Linked DNA regions of Mus musculus: all the other regions are linked to region 1. A link is a contact called in public Hi-C and HiChIP or PLAC-seq data. All regions are on one chromosome and are shown on one strand. Each heading gives the region's core, a stretch centred on a gene start, on an enhancer-like site or on the middle of the called end of the contact. The rest is flanking DNA. Distances are from core to core; before and after follow the strand shown.

Evidence for each region. A called contact is a pair of places that touch in the nucleus more often than the background predicts. HiChIP or PLAC-seq counts read pairs in DNA pulled down with a chosen protein or histone mark.
Region 2: a Hi-C map of liver shows a contact between it and region 1, with 2.0 times the contacts expected there. The contact joins two enhancer-like sites.
Region 3: an H3K27ac HiChIP or PLAC-seq map of extraembryonic endoderm stem cells shows a contact between it and region 1, with 2.2 times the contacts expected there. The contact joins two enhancer-like sites. A contact is called at or near these places in 3 of 484 Hi-C or Micro-C datasets (liver, muscle stem cells and nephron progenitors), 3 of 115 datasets of contacts at active chromatin or transcription factors (astrocytes, extraembryonic endoderm stem cells and pancreatic cancer cells) and 1 of 9 other capture datasets (macrophages).

What each region holds. Positions count from the first base shown.
Region 1 is chr3:27,605,729-27,609,794 of GRCm38.p6, forward strand. All of the region lies in intron 3 of Fndc3b (fibronectin type III domain containing 3B), which reads right to left. Among named protein-coding and RNA genes, the nearest start is that of Mir3092, 23 kb to the left of the region's middle. Within about 2 kb of position 1,888, at least 221 of the 459 cell types and tissues checked have an H3K27ac peak or open chromatin away from gene starts, as enhancers often do. A contact at or near this core is called in extraembryonic endoderm stem cells, liver and muscle stem cells, where this site is marked.
Region 2 is chr3:28,025,306-28,029,371 of GRCm38.p6, forward strand. It overlaps Pld1 (phospholipase D1), which reads left to right. Exons shown (of 27, transcript NM_001164056.1): 4 at 1-35; 5 at 3,291-3,436; 6 at 3,862-3,967. Among named protein-coding and RNA genes, the nearest start is that of Pld1, 89 kb to the left of the region's middle. Within about 2 kb of position 1,681, at least 34 of the 459 cell types and tissues checked have an H3K27ac peak or open chromatin away from gene starts, as enhancers often do. A contact at or near this core is called in liver, where this site is marked.
Region 3 is chr3:27,986,419-27,990,484 of GRCm38.p6, forward strand. All of the region lies in intron 2 of Pld1 (phospholipase D1), which reads left to right. Among named protein-coding and RNA genes, the nearest start is that of Pld1, 50 kb to the left of the region's middle. Within about 2 kb of position 1,918, at least 42 of the 459 cell types and tissues checked have an H3K27ac peak or open chromatin away from gene starts, as enhancers often do. A contact at or near this core is called in extraembryonic endoderm stem cells and muscle stem cells, where this site is marked.

The sequences.
Region 1 (4,066 bases), core at 638-3,137:
GAATTTGATTTCTACAAACAGGCTCTGTAGCCAAGGTCGGGTTTAGTGCCGAGAGCAAGAGGGAAATGGCTGAAGGACGGAGAGAAACCCTGAGCACCCTGCTCAATATGAACATTTTGAGGTCTATCTGTGCAAACCCAGGAAGACTGAAATGAGAGTGTTTTCGCAATCAATCTCTCTGTTAGAGGACCTTCACTTCTCTCTTGACCTCACTACCCTCCCCTCTTGACTAACTACATAAGACTATAGTTATATAGTTAACATTTTCCTAGAAAGCTTCCAATTCCAATCAATTTCTGTTATTTGTTTGTTTGGTTGTTTTGGAGGCCTGTGCTGGTCTGAAACTAGGAGACATCTTCCTGCCTCTGCCTCTTGAGTGCTGAGACTGCGGCATGCTCCACCACACCCAGCAGTGATCATAACTTACAGTACTGATGTCTCTTCTTTTCAAATGTTCCCCTTCCCCTTCAATGTGTGTGTGTGTGAGTGTCTTATGTTGGTGTGTGCATATGCATGTGGAGGCCAGAAGCTGACAGCAGGTTGTCCCTCAATATTATATTCTATCTCATTTTTAAGGCAGGATCTCTCCCTGAACCTGGAGCTCACTGTACCAGCAAGCCTGGCCAGCCAGCAGTCTTCGGGAATGACACCCTGCCCGCCTGTGTTCTACCTCATGGCCCACTGCTAGAATTACATGCACTCTACTGGGCGGCCTTTCCCAGGAGTACTGAGCCTAGGCCCTTGTCCTCCCATTTGCAAAGCTAGCATTCTAATGGCAGGGCTATCTCCCTGATCTCTTCATCTCTGATATTCCTGCCACATCAACTGAACTCCTGAAAACACCTGAATGGTTCTCTCTAGCCTGCCACCACAATGCCGCCTCAAAACTGTGCCAGAAAAAGCTATAGAGCTTTCAGTCTGAGGTTCCACAAAAGCCACTACTGTAGAATATGGCCCTGCCCGAGGCGACAGTTTCACCCACAAGATGAAAAAGGTGGCTCACATCAGTGGTTTCTCAGTACTGTAGCCTGTGAGCCCAGGGCTGTCAGGAGAGAAATGCCACGGGTCACCACAGGAGCAAGAGAAGCAGGTTAAGCTCAGAGAGGCCAGCCTTCACACTCAACCTTCCGTGGGCATCAGAGTGAGAACAACGAAAGAAACAGTCCACATTAACTCTCTTAAAGCAGAGGACACCAAGGAATTGTCTCTGGATTTGTTCAAATAAACATGCTGGTACTGAAGGCCAGCTGAAATGTAAGGACATAAGAAGTATCTAATTGGTAGCTGCTGCCGTGGGTGGAAACCGCACACCAGGGCGACCTGAGCCTGCACAACTTCTGAGTCTTCCAAGTGAGTGGCGCCTGCAGCTTCTGAATCCTGGGCTTGAGTTCTGACCGGGCTTCTTTCACAGAGACTTACACTCCACTTGTTAACTTTGTAGTATCTCTACTGTGTCCAGCCTCCCCACCCCCACCCCCAATCTTTCTGCACACTGCAGAGGATGTCTGAGCGCTCAGATAGACTCCCCCAGCAAGTGTGTGGCCTGGGAAGCCTACAGCATGCAGTCCAGCTTTCTCCAACATCTCTCAGGGCAGACGGGGTATCACCCCACCCCAGAAGTTTGTGCCTACTGATAAGCACCCCTCCCTAGAGGCAAACAAATCACAGATTCTTGGGGCAGTCATCACCCTCCCCAGAGTCTCCCTCCTCCTCCCTTCCTATAAGAAAGGTGTCTTTCAAGTCTATCTACAGGGAAACCTGAACAGTTAGGCACTCTCCCTCCCTGTTTGCTCCTTCTCTGGCTGGAGACGCCCACCTTCCTGGCTCCCCGCTCAGCACACTGAGGTGCTCTGTTCTGCTCAGTGGCAGGAGGCCACGTCAGCAGGAAGCAGCATTGGCTGCCAGGTCACATTCAAGGCTGTCTGGAGCAGGGCAGCCCGCAGCCTAAGACAGAGGCTGCCTCTGTGGCTTTTCTCCAGCCTAGAGGAAGGCAGCCTCTGAACATTACAGCAACAAGAGCTTAAGGGGAGACACCAAACACCTTGGTTCTGTCTCCCCGTTTCTAAATGTTCCCCAAATAGCTGTAGTTACAGTAATCCCCCCTCTTTTTCCCCTCAGAGCACTCACTGTACTACTTCCAAATTTGTATTTGGAAAAGGCTGCCACAAGCCAAATCAAACTTCATCGTGGCTTTCTGGCTCCCGAGCCCGACAGAGGAAATTCTACAAACCCAACCGACCAATCTCAGCAGCCCTGATAGGCATGAGTCAGGGTGGAAAACTTGACCTAAGGGGCTGACGCAGAACAGTGGTCAGTGCGGGTCTTTCTTCTTTCTTCTGAACTCACACAGTAAATACTGTATACAAAGAAGCCATGTCAGATGCCAGGTGACACCTCACAGGACGGATTCATGACAAGCAACAAGTCAGCCACCCTGTTCAGACACTCTGAATGAAGGACAATCCCGTATTCATGAAGCTGCCTCATTAAAGTCCAAATCGAACCCATCTGTGGCAACCAATATGTGCTAGACCAGCAAATGCAAAGATGAGCGATGGAAGTCTCTAGAAGCTTTATAACGTAAAAGACAGATTTTACAAAGAGGCTAGGTAAAACATAATAGATACAACCCGTAACACTGACAAACATGCCCCCTCACACAGCACGCCCACTAAGTGTAAATGTGGCTACATGTCAATATGTATATACTTCTGGAGGAGGAGGAGGAGGAGAAGGAGGAGGAGGAGGACGAGGACGAGGATGAGGACGAGGACGAGGAGGAGGAGGAGGAGGAGGAGTTGGGCTTGGCAGTACTTGTCTAACTCCAGAGCAGGTTGGTGGAGGACACAGGCAGGGGCATATTCCTCTTGCTCTCTGCTTTAGTGAGACTCTACCTCAAGAAACAAGGTGGACAGCAGTAAAGGAAGGCAATGCTGGGCTTGGGTGCCATAGAATATGGGCTTCTACATGTGTTCAAAGATGATAATGCCTAAACAAACCAGTCATATTTCTGCAACTGGGATGTAGAAACAATCCAAAACAATTCCTTTTTTGTTTAGACAAACACAAACATATAAAATGATTATGCAAACACCAAATTAAAAAAGACACACAGCAGTTTGTGATTTTGAAGTCTAATTAAATCTAGATGAGAGACTGAAAAATCAACTTAGTCTCTTTTCTTGATACCAAGGAATATCTTTCTCTCAGTTTAACATCTTTTGTGGGAAGGACAGCTTGCTGTAGACAATGGTGACTCAGTTCAATAGATGGTCTGTTTTCCTTGACAGTTTGTAAACTAAAGTGTTTTAAAATCAGTGGCATAGAGGATTTGCTGAAACAATCATATAAAAACCAAACAGGAAAGGCACAAAGGTGTGTCCCATTCCATGGCTGAGGCGCAGACAGCAAAGATATCGGCTCAGAACAAGGAAATGACGGAGACAAAGCTCCTCACCTGAAAACCTAAGACTGAAAGAGCCTTTCTAAAATAGGTTTAGATCAATGAGAAATAATTTAACTCCCTATTTATTAAAAGACACCAAAATGAAATTCACTATTTTTTGAGGTATCAGGTAAACTAAATACTCGTGACAACATTATCTTTAAAAATACATGTGAGCAGGTGACAGAAAGATAGCTCAGGGGAAGTGGCATGGGCTGAGCAGACGGGAAGAGTGGATCTTGGATCCTATAACCCACATAAACACCAGGTGGGCTCCTTCCCCAAGTCCACACACCACACACATACAGACATGAAAAGAATAAAGATACATTTCAAACATAATATACACATATACTAGGTATGAACTACATGTAATTTCTCAGACCATGAGCCTCAAACATGGGTACTTTGTCTTGTATTGTCTTTTGTATTTGAGGGAGGGAGGGAGGAAGGGAGGGAGGGAGGGAGGGAGGGAGGGAGGGAGGGAGAGAGGGAGGGAGGGAGAGAGGGAGGGAGGGAGGGAGAATGAGAGAATGAGAGAGAGAATGTATGTGTATATATGTGGCTACCAAAGGTCTACATCAGGTGTGATTCTTCAGGAGCTGTCCTCATTATCTTTTG
Region 2 (4,066 bases), core at 431-2,930, 420 kb after region 1:
TACTGGAAGTGGAGCGCTTCACATCGACCTCAAGGGTCAGGGCCATTTGGGTTCATCTTGTTTTCATTTTTTTTATCCACTAAGTGTCAACAAACCATGCTGACCCTCTGACCCCCTGACCCCCTGACCCCCTGACCCCCTGACCAGGCTCCCTTCTCTCAGCTGTGATGCTGTGGTTGGGCATTGGTTACCACTTCCAAGTTCTCTTCACACCTCAGGAGTTTGCTTCCTTCTCATACACTCTATTCATCCCCGCCCCCACTCCCAGACCCGCCGCTTGTGAGAACTGTGCCCCTTGTTGCTGTGAGATGAGGTCTCCATAGCCAAGCCTGGCCTTCAGCTCTTGACCCTCCTTCCTCTGCCTCCCCAGGGTTGAGGAAATAGGTGTGAGCCGCTATGCTGCCTCAAGGCTTCTTGTGTTTTATGTTGGACAGTGGTCAAGGGCTGGTGAGGTGGTTCAGTAGGTGCTGCCAGGGCTGAGAACCTTAGTTTGATCTCTGAAGCCAGGTCTGGGGGATGATGGAGGAGAACTGACTCCTGACAACTTTCCTCTGAGCTCCACCTGAGTGCTGTGACACCCATGTGCTCACAGACACATGGGCACAAAATAGGTCAATACATGGAAAGAAACACACAAGAAAGATCATTCGAGGCAATCTATTAATTTAATAACTCTCCCGTAGCCCTTTCACTTGGGCTTTTGGCTTGCATCTGTCTGTTAGGTCTCAAACCCAGGACAAATGGCCGAGGTGCCGATTTAACACATCAAGGTGGACCCGGCTGCCAGGTTCTCCCAGCATCCCTCGGTCCCTACCTGTTATAGGGTATGATTGGCATATTGCCCATCCCTCTCACCCCCATCCTAGCATCTCCAGCCCAAGGCTCTGCTTCCTTTCTCCAGAGCCCTTCCCTATATAATCCAGCCATCTGGTTACCCTCCCCTTTACTCTCCTGGCTATGCCCTCTCCCCTCCTCTTCTCCTCACATGGCCCAGATAAAAGTCAACTTCACTCTGCTCTCCCAGACGCCCCTGCCTTTGACTCTGCTCTCTCCCATGTCTACAACAAGCCTTCCCTTCCCCATACCGAGGAGTGGTCATGCCCTTCCCTTTTATTTCTTCTGCTTATTTGTTTTTCATTCCACATCCATTCTAACTGAAGGCCATTTATAAGTCAAGAGAAGCTGTACTTTTCCTAAGACGTCTTCAGCAAGAAAATATGAATGCTACTTATCTCTTAAAAGGAAACAAATGTCCCAACATTGTGATCTATAAGTGCGTGAGATCTATATTCAGGTGCACTGCTGAGAGAAAATGCTGCTGGCAAATTTTATCTCTGATTTGTTCTTGAGACCCCACTCTCCAGTCCCCTGCAGCCTATCTTTAGTCCTCTGGGTGTTACCTTCAGTCCCTAAATTCCACCCCGGCCTCTGAGACTTCATCCTATCTGTTCTTTCTGAATACAAAAAAAAAAAAAAAAAAAAAGAAAAAAAGAAAAAAAAAGAAAAAAAAGAATTAGCATAAACTATCTCTGCAGAGCGAAGCTGGTCTCCCAGAAACACATTGGATCAAAAAACAGTCTGGGTAGTTGTTTGCTTATTGCTGCTTGGATTTCATACAAGTCAGGTCTAGTAGTTGGAGAACGGTGACCTTTGTACTTCAGGTTAAGAACTAGTCAGGACTAGCTACCATTGGCCTCTGCCTCCACACACACCCAGAATCATAACCTTTGGTCAGCAGTCAGTTGACCCCCCCCCCCACTTCCCAGCCTCCCATCCCCCACCCTCAGTATCTTGGAGGCTGCCGGGCAGCTGTGGTTTCGATTTTGCTGTACTCAGTTTACACCACCCTGGTGTCCACACTGGTGTCTGCCTGTCTGCCTGTGCTCTGGACTCTTTTCTTTCCTTCTCCCCCTGTCTCTGTCTCCCCTGCCCTTCCCCTTTTCAGAGATGGTCTCATGTAGCCCCAATTAGCCCCTACATTTTGGACATATTATTGCTATGTAGCTGAGGCTGACCTTGAACTCCACCTCAGGAGTGCTGAGATTAGAAACCCATGTCTCCACATGGGGTTTATTCACTGCAGAGCTTTTGGTTGCTTGAGCTCAGCTGTAGGCTTTCCCTACAGCGTTAGGCTCACACTTCTGTGATGAGCCACGTCTCTAAGATGTCCCTTTGCCCCTTATTCTGCCTGGCATCTTTTAGAGGGCAAGGTATACTGCATAGGGCTTAAATGCACAGACTCTGGAGCTGAACTGCAGGGCTGAGTTTGTGTCTTTGCTTTGAAATCTTGAACAGGAAACTGAACCTCGTGGTTTCTGTACCCTCAGACACTGGGTCTACAAGTGCTTTACATTAGTCTGACAAGATCACAATCCTGTTATACACCCTATACTCAGCTGGGCAGCAGTCTTCCCTGTGTCCTTGAACCCTGGCAGGTGCCTCATGCAGGGGCTTGTGTAGACAAGGCTAGACCTTGGATTTTCTTTTCTTCCATTTTTTTTAATGAAGGGATGATATCATGCTCTGTGCCATTTGTTTAGGTAAAAAGGGCTAAGAAGGTGGTCCCATAGGCCCTTGTTCCTGCCTCCTCTCCATCTGCAATGTGTCTTTGCTGTCCATGTGTGACCAGGGCTCTCAGTGCTTGTCAGGGTCTCACTAACTGCTTCCTCCATTTCTAGTGTGCAAGTGCGTGTGGGCATGCGTATGCATAGAGAAAAAGGATTTACAGAGTTTGTTTGTATGATACAAAGTTTATTTATGTAATTTATTATGTGAACATTTAAGGCAATACCTCTATATTTGGTTGCTTTTTTAAAAAAAGTGTTACCTACAATGGTTCACAAGTGCCAGCTCCCTAGCAGAGACACTTCTGTCAGTGAATGGCTACTGGGATAGAGGGAGCTAACTTCCTTTGAGTGGGTAGCCTCTGGTATATCCACCATGCTCCTGTGGGTGCCCTGTCACTTGAGTATATGGGTAGCACAAATTGGACTGGGTAGGTTATTTTTAAAAATGAGGAAGGGAGAAGAGGGGAGGTTGGGGGTGGGAATTGGTTTTAGGAGGAATGAGGGGGAGGGGCAAGGATGAGTATGATCATAACACAGTATATGAAGTTCTAAGCAAATGACTAAAGATAGCGTATCTTTAAAATGCCAAACACCAACACAAAATAAATAGACTGATAGTACTTGAATGTTACTTAGCAATTAGCTGATGTTTGCTATGGGGAAATTTCAGAACTTTCCCTATCTGAGATAAAACCTTTTCTTTTTAAACATCTGTCACCGTAGGTGCCAAGTATCAACCTGTACACGATCGAGTTAACGCACGGGGAATTCACATGGCAAGTTAAGAGGAAATTCAAGCACTTCCAAGAGTTTCACAGAGAGCTGCTCAAGTACAAAGCCTTCATCCGGATCCCCATCCCCACTAAAAGGTAACACGGCAGAACTGACGTAAACTTACCTCCGTTATGTGGACGGAAGACACATTTCATTTGTTTCACAGGCTACCAATCCCATTTTAGTTAGCTATTTTCAATTGCATAGCTCTTTTAAAAATAAGCCACCTCAGCTGCTGTGTACAGCAAACTGTGATCCCCAGCACTTGAGAGAATCAGGAGTTCAAGGCTAGTCTTGACTATATTTGAGCTGGAGGCTAGCCTGGGCTACATGAGAATGTTTTAAACATTGACAGGATATACTACTAATATCAATTATAATACTGAAATAATACTGAATGTTGTAAAAATAAAATAATATAATACTAAAATATCAATACTAAACCATGGCATGAAAGATAATATAAAATACTTTAAGAATAGTCTAATCGCTTTTTGTATTGTGTTTGTGTGTATTTTAGACATACATTTAGAAGACAAAATGTCAAAGAAGAACCCCGAGAGATGCCCAGTCTGCCCCGTTCATCAGAAAACGCAATCCAGGAAGAGCAGTTCTTTGGCAGGAGGGTGAGTCTTTATTCTGCTGCTTTGTGAAAGTTTAACTGCACTTATTCTTCTGTGTGTGTGTGTGTGTACGTGCATGTGCGCATGCGCGCGCACGTGTAG
Region 3 (4,066 bases), core at 668-3,167, 380 kb after region 1:
CCCCAGGTGGAGTAGTGTCTGGATGGTCCATCCTTTCGTCTTAGCTCCAAACTTTGTCTCTATAATTTCTTCCATAGGTATTTCCCTATTCTAAGGAGGAATGAAGTATCAACACGTTGGTCTTCCTTCTTCTTGATTTTCTTGTGTTTTGCAAATTGTATCGTGGGTATTCTAAGTTTCTTCTAATATCCACTTATCAGTGGGTGCATATCAAGTGACTGCTTTTGTGATTGGGTTACCTCAGTAAGGATGATATCTTCCAGATATATCCATTTGTATGAAGAATTTCATAAATTCGTTGTTTTTAATAGCTGAGTAGTACTCCATTGTGTAAATGTACCACATTTTCTGTATCCATTCCTCTGTTGAGGGACATCTGGGTTCTTTCCAGCTTCTGGCTATTATAAATAAAGCTGCTATGAACATAGTGGAGCATGTGTCCTTATTACAAGTTGGAACATTTTCTGGGTCTATGCCCAGGAGAGGTATTGCTGGATCCTCCGGTAGTACTATGTCTAATTTTCTGAGGAACCGCCAGACTGATTTCCAGAGTGGTTGTACAAGCTTGCAATCCCACCAGCAATGGAGGAGTGTTCCTCTTTCTCCACATCCTCGCCAGCATCTGCTGTCACCTGAATTTTTGATCTTAGCCATTCTGACTAGTGTGAGGTGGAATCTCAGGGTTGTTTTGATTTGCATTTCCCTGATGATTAAGGATGTTGAACATTTTTTCAGGTGCTTCTCAGCCCTTCAGTATTCCTCAGTTAAGCATTCTTTGTTTAGCTCTGTACCCCATTTTTGTAATGGAGTTATTTGAATTTCTGGAGTTCAGCTTCTTGAGATCTTTGTATATATTGGATATTAGTCCCCTATCAGATTTAGGATTGGTAAAAATCCTTTCCCAATCTGTTGGTGGCCTTTTTGTTTTATTGACAGTGTCTTTTGCCTTACAGAATTTTTTAAATGAGGTCCCATTTGTCTATTCTTTGCAATTTTATGAGGTCCCATTTGTCTATTCTTGATCTTAAAGCACAAGCCATTGCTGTTCTGTTCAGGAATTTTTCCCCGGTGTGCCCATATTAATTTAAATCTTAAAGGGGATCATTGATAGCTGGTGGTTTTAAAGAAAAATATAAAAGCTATTTTACTCACTGATTGCTTATCTGTGCTGAGTGAAATATGGATAAAATCTGTATGAAGTCACACAGTTTATGTGTCCTGGCCAAATCATCTTGTTCGAATGTGCCTGGAGATTTTTATTTTTCCACCTGGCAATGACACACAGTGACAACATATCTCTGGTTGAAATAGAAATAAACAAACTGACAAAGAGTGCTATAACTGGGAAACCATCTCCAAGTCAGAGATCTAGGGGCTTTCCAAGAGCACATACACACAAGAAATATATTTTCTCTAATCATAAGGCCTATGGAGGCTATGAAGAAGGGTGCTTGATTTCTAAAACCCAGGGCTAGACTACGTGAGCCAACTAGACTTCCACCTTACGACAGTCAGGCAGTTCTCATTGTCCTGACAGACTGGTCGAGCACACCCTGCATTACGACTCCTTTGGCTCACATTAAGCAGCTAGCAGCACTTGGCTGGCTCTATGCCACCATATCTCAAACTGAGCTCTGAGCTGGTTAACTTTTTATCCCACATTGGCTTTTCATTCAAGGCACTGGAGATACCCCATGCCCATCAGGCAGTTTATGCCCCATCTGAGGACCCGGCAGCATGCCATGCCAGTTTTTCTCTTAGAGTGAATCTGAGACAAAGTTAGGGACAGCCCTTGGGCAAATGGAACACCTGGCCATGGCACACATCTAGAACCAAATCGTCCCAGAACACAAGACTGAGGGGGAGGACATGAACAGCCAAGAGCAGCTGTGCTGTTAGAGGTGCATGTCTGCCCGCACATCTCCAGTTAATCAGTGAATTCCATTCATACCTCAGATCGCTCTCCTCCCCATAGTCTTTGCTGTACAAAGTCTGGGAGGCTCTTGAGCCACAGTGTGGGATCCTGACAGACTTTATTTAGGGGACATTAGTAAGTTCTGCATTCTCTGCCTTTACCATCCTTAACCTCATGGGTTTTTTTTTTTTTTACCTTAGCCTTGCTTACTCAAGACACTGGCATGCATAGGTCTTGTGTTCATACATCAAACAGCAAGGGACAGGATAATCCCATCCATCCTGGGAATTCACTGTTTTCAGAATGACAATAAGAACTATCTTCTATCTTCCCAGGATTGCAGAAACTGAGAGAGTATTCTCCCACAGTTTATCAAATCACACACCTTTACTGGTTCTGAAGAACCCAAAGGAAGTTTGAGCTGATGTGTCCTGGAGTGGTACAGGGAGTGGTCACAATAGGAGCAGTGATGTACTGGTCATAGCAGTAATAACTGCCACTCAACAGATTTCCTGGTATGGCTACTCTTCTGAGTCTTTTATTCCATCCTCTTAGCTACCCCTAAAAGCTTGGCTGTGTTAATTATACGTGTTTTACAGCTAGCAACTACCCTAGAGAGTCCAGTAAGGCCAAATCAGCCACAGGATTGTGTCTTAGAGGAAGTTCAGTGCTGGAGAAGACAGGTATGATTGCTTTCTTAGGAAATGTCCCTGGTGTTCATTATACTAGTGACAAAAAAATCATATTAGTGCTGACATCTGTGCTGATATTCCCATCAAAGGTGTGCCTGTTAGTTAACCCCTGTCATTCAGGAAGGTGTGCCCTTCCTGTCCTTCCTCCACCTAGACATGTGTGAGCTTGTGCTCTGCTTTCCAACCAAAGTAGAGAGGTTGTCTGTGGCTAGTCAGTAATACCCGTGATGGGCTGGGGAGATGGCTCAGTTAGTGAACTAGCTGTTCACGAATACGAGGATCTTAGCAGTCATGTAGAGGAGAAAGAAATAATAAAAAAAGCTAGCCACAACCATACTCACCTGTGATCCCAGCACTGGGCTAGTAGACACAAGAGGATCCCTTGGGCTTGCTGGCCAGCCAGCATAGCTGAATCAGTTGAGAAAGATCCTGTATCCAAAATAAAATGGAGAGCGATGGAGGGGGACCCCTGACTTCAACCTCTGGTCTCCATAAGCTTGCACTTACATGTGTGCATGCATCCGTACCTCACACCACCCTCCCCAACACTCCCTACGAAAGCCTGGAGGTGGCCAGTTTGTGTGGATGGATAGAAAGCTTAGCAAATTGCACACTGTCTTAAAGCTAGTTTGGGGGATTTTCTAGACTTTCCAAGTCTAAAATTATCAAACCACTCAGCTAGGGAACTTGTTATTGTTTAGCTTTCGGCCCTCTTCATTCCTGCCCAGCATGACTTCCTGTTGATGAACAAAGCTTGGGTTATTCTGTCAATCCTCAGGGCTTTCTGAAGCTATGCATCCTGAAGTTTACTTAAAAATGTAAATACTCATTTAAAAAATGGAACATGAACAAATTATGCTCAATTTAGCAAAAACATAGAAGTTGGCAAAAAACATTTAGAAGGTTGATTGATTTATAGCAGTATAGCTCATGTAGAGTAGGGACTAGTTTTGCTTGTGTATCGCGCCCCCGCCCTTACCCGTCTCTGCTCACATGTATGTGGTGTGTGTGTGTGTGTGTGTGTGTGTAACCAGGTCTCATGTATCTCAGATTGGCTTCAAACTCAATATGTAGCCTTCAATGGTCTTGAACTTGTGATCCCCTTACCTCTATGTCCTAAATGCTACAAGTTCGGATTTGTGCTACCACACGTAAATTATACAGTGCTGGGTCTGAACACAGGGCTTTGTAAGGATTAAACAAGCTCTCTACCAGCTGAGTGCCCATTCTCAGCCATAGGTATGATTTCAGTAATCTCAAATTTTTAATCTAAAGTTTTTCTTCCTTCCTCTTTATTTTTATTTCTCTGCGATAGGATCTCTCTGGGTAACCTCATCTATCCTGAGACTTCTGTGTAGAGCTGGCTAGCCTCTAACTCACAGAGATCTACCTTCGTTGGCCTCACAACCGCTAGGATTAGAGGCATATGCCATCATGCCTGGGTACCTTTTTCTTTAAT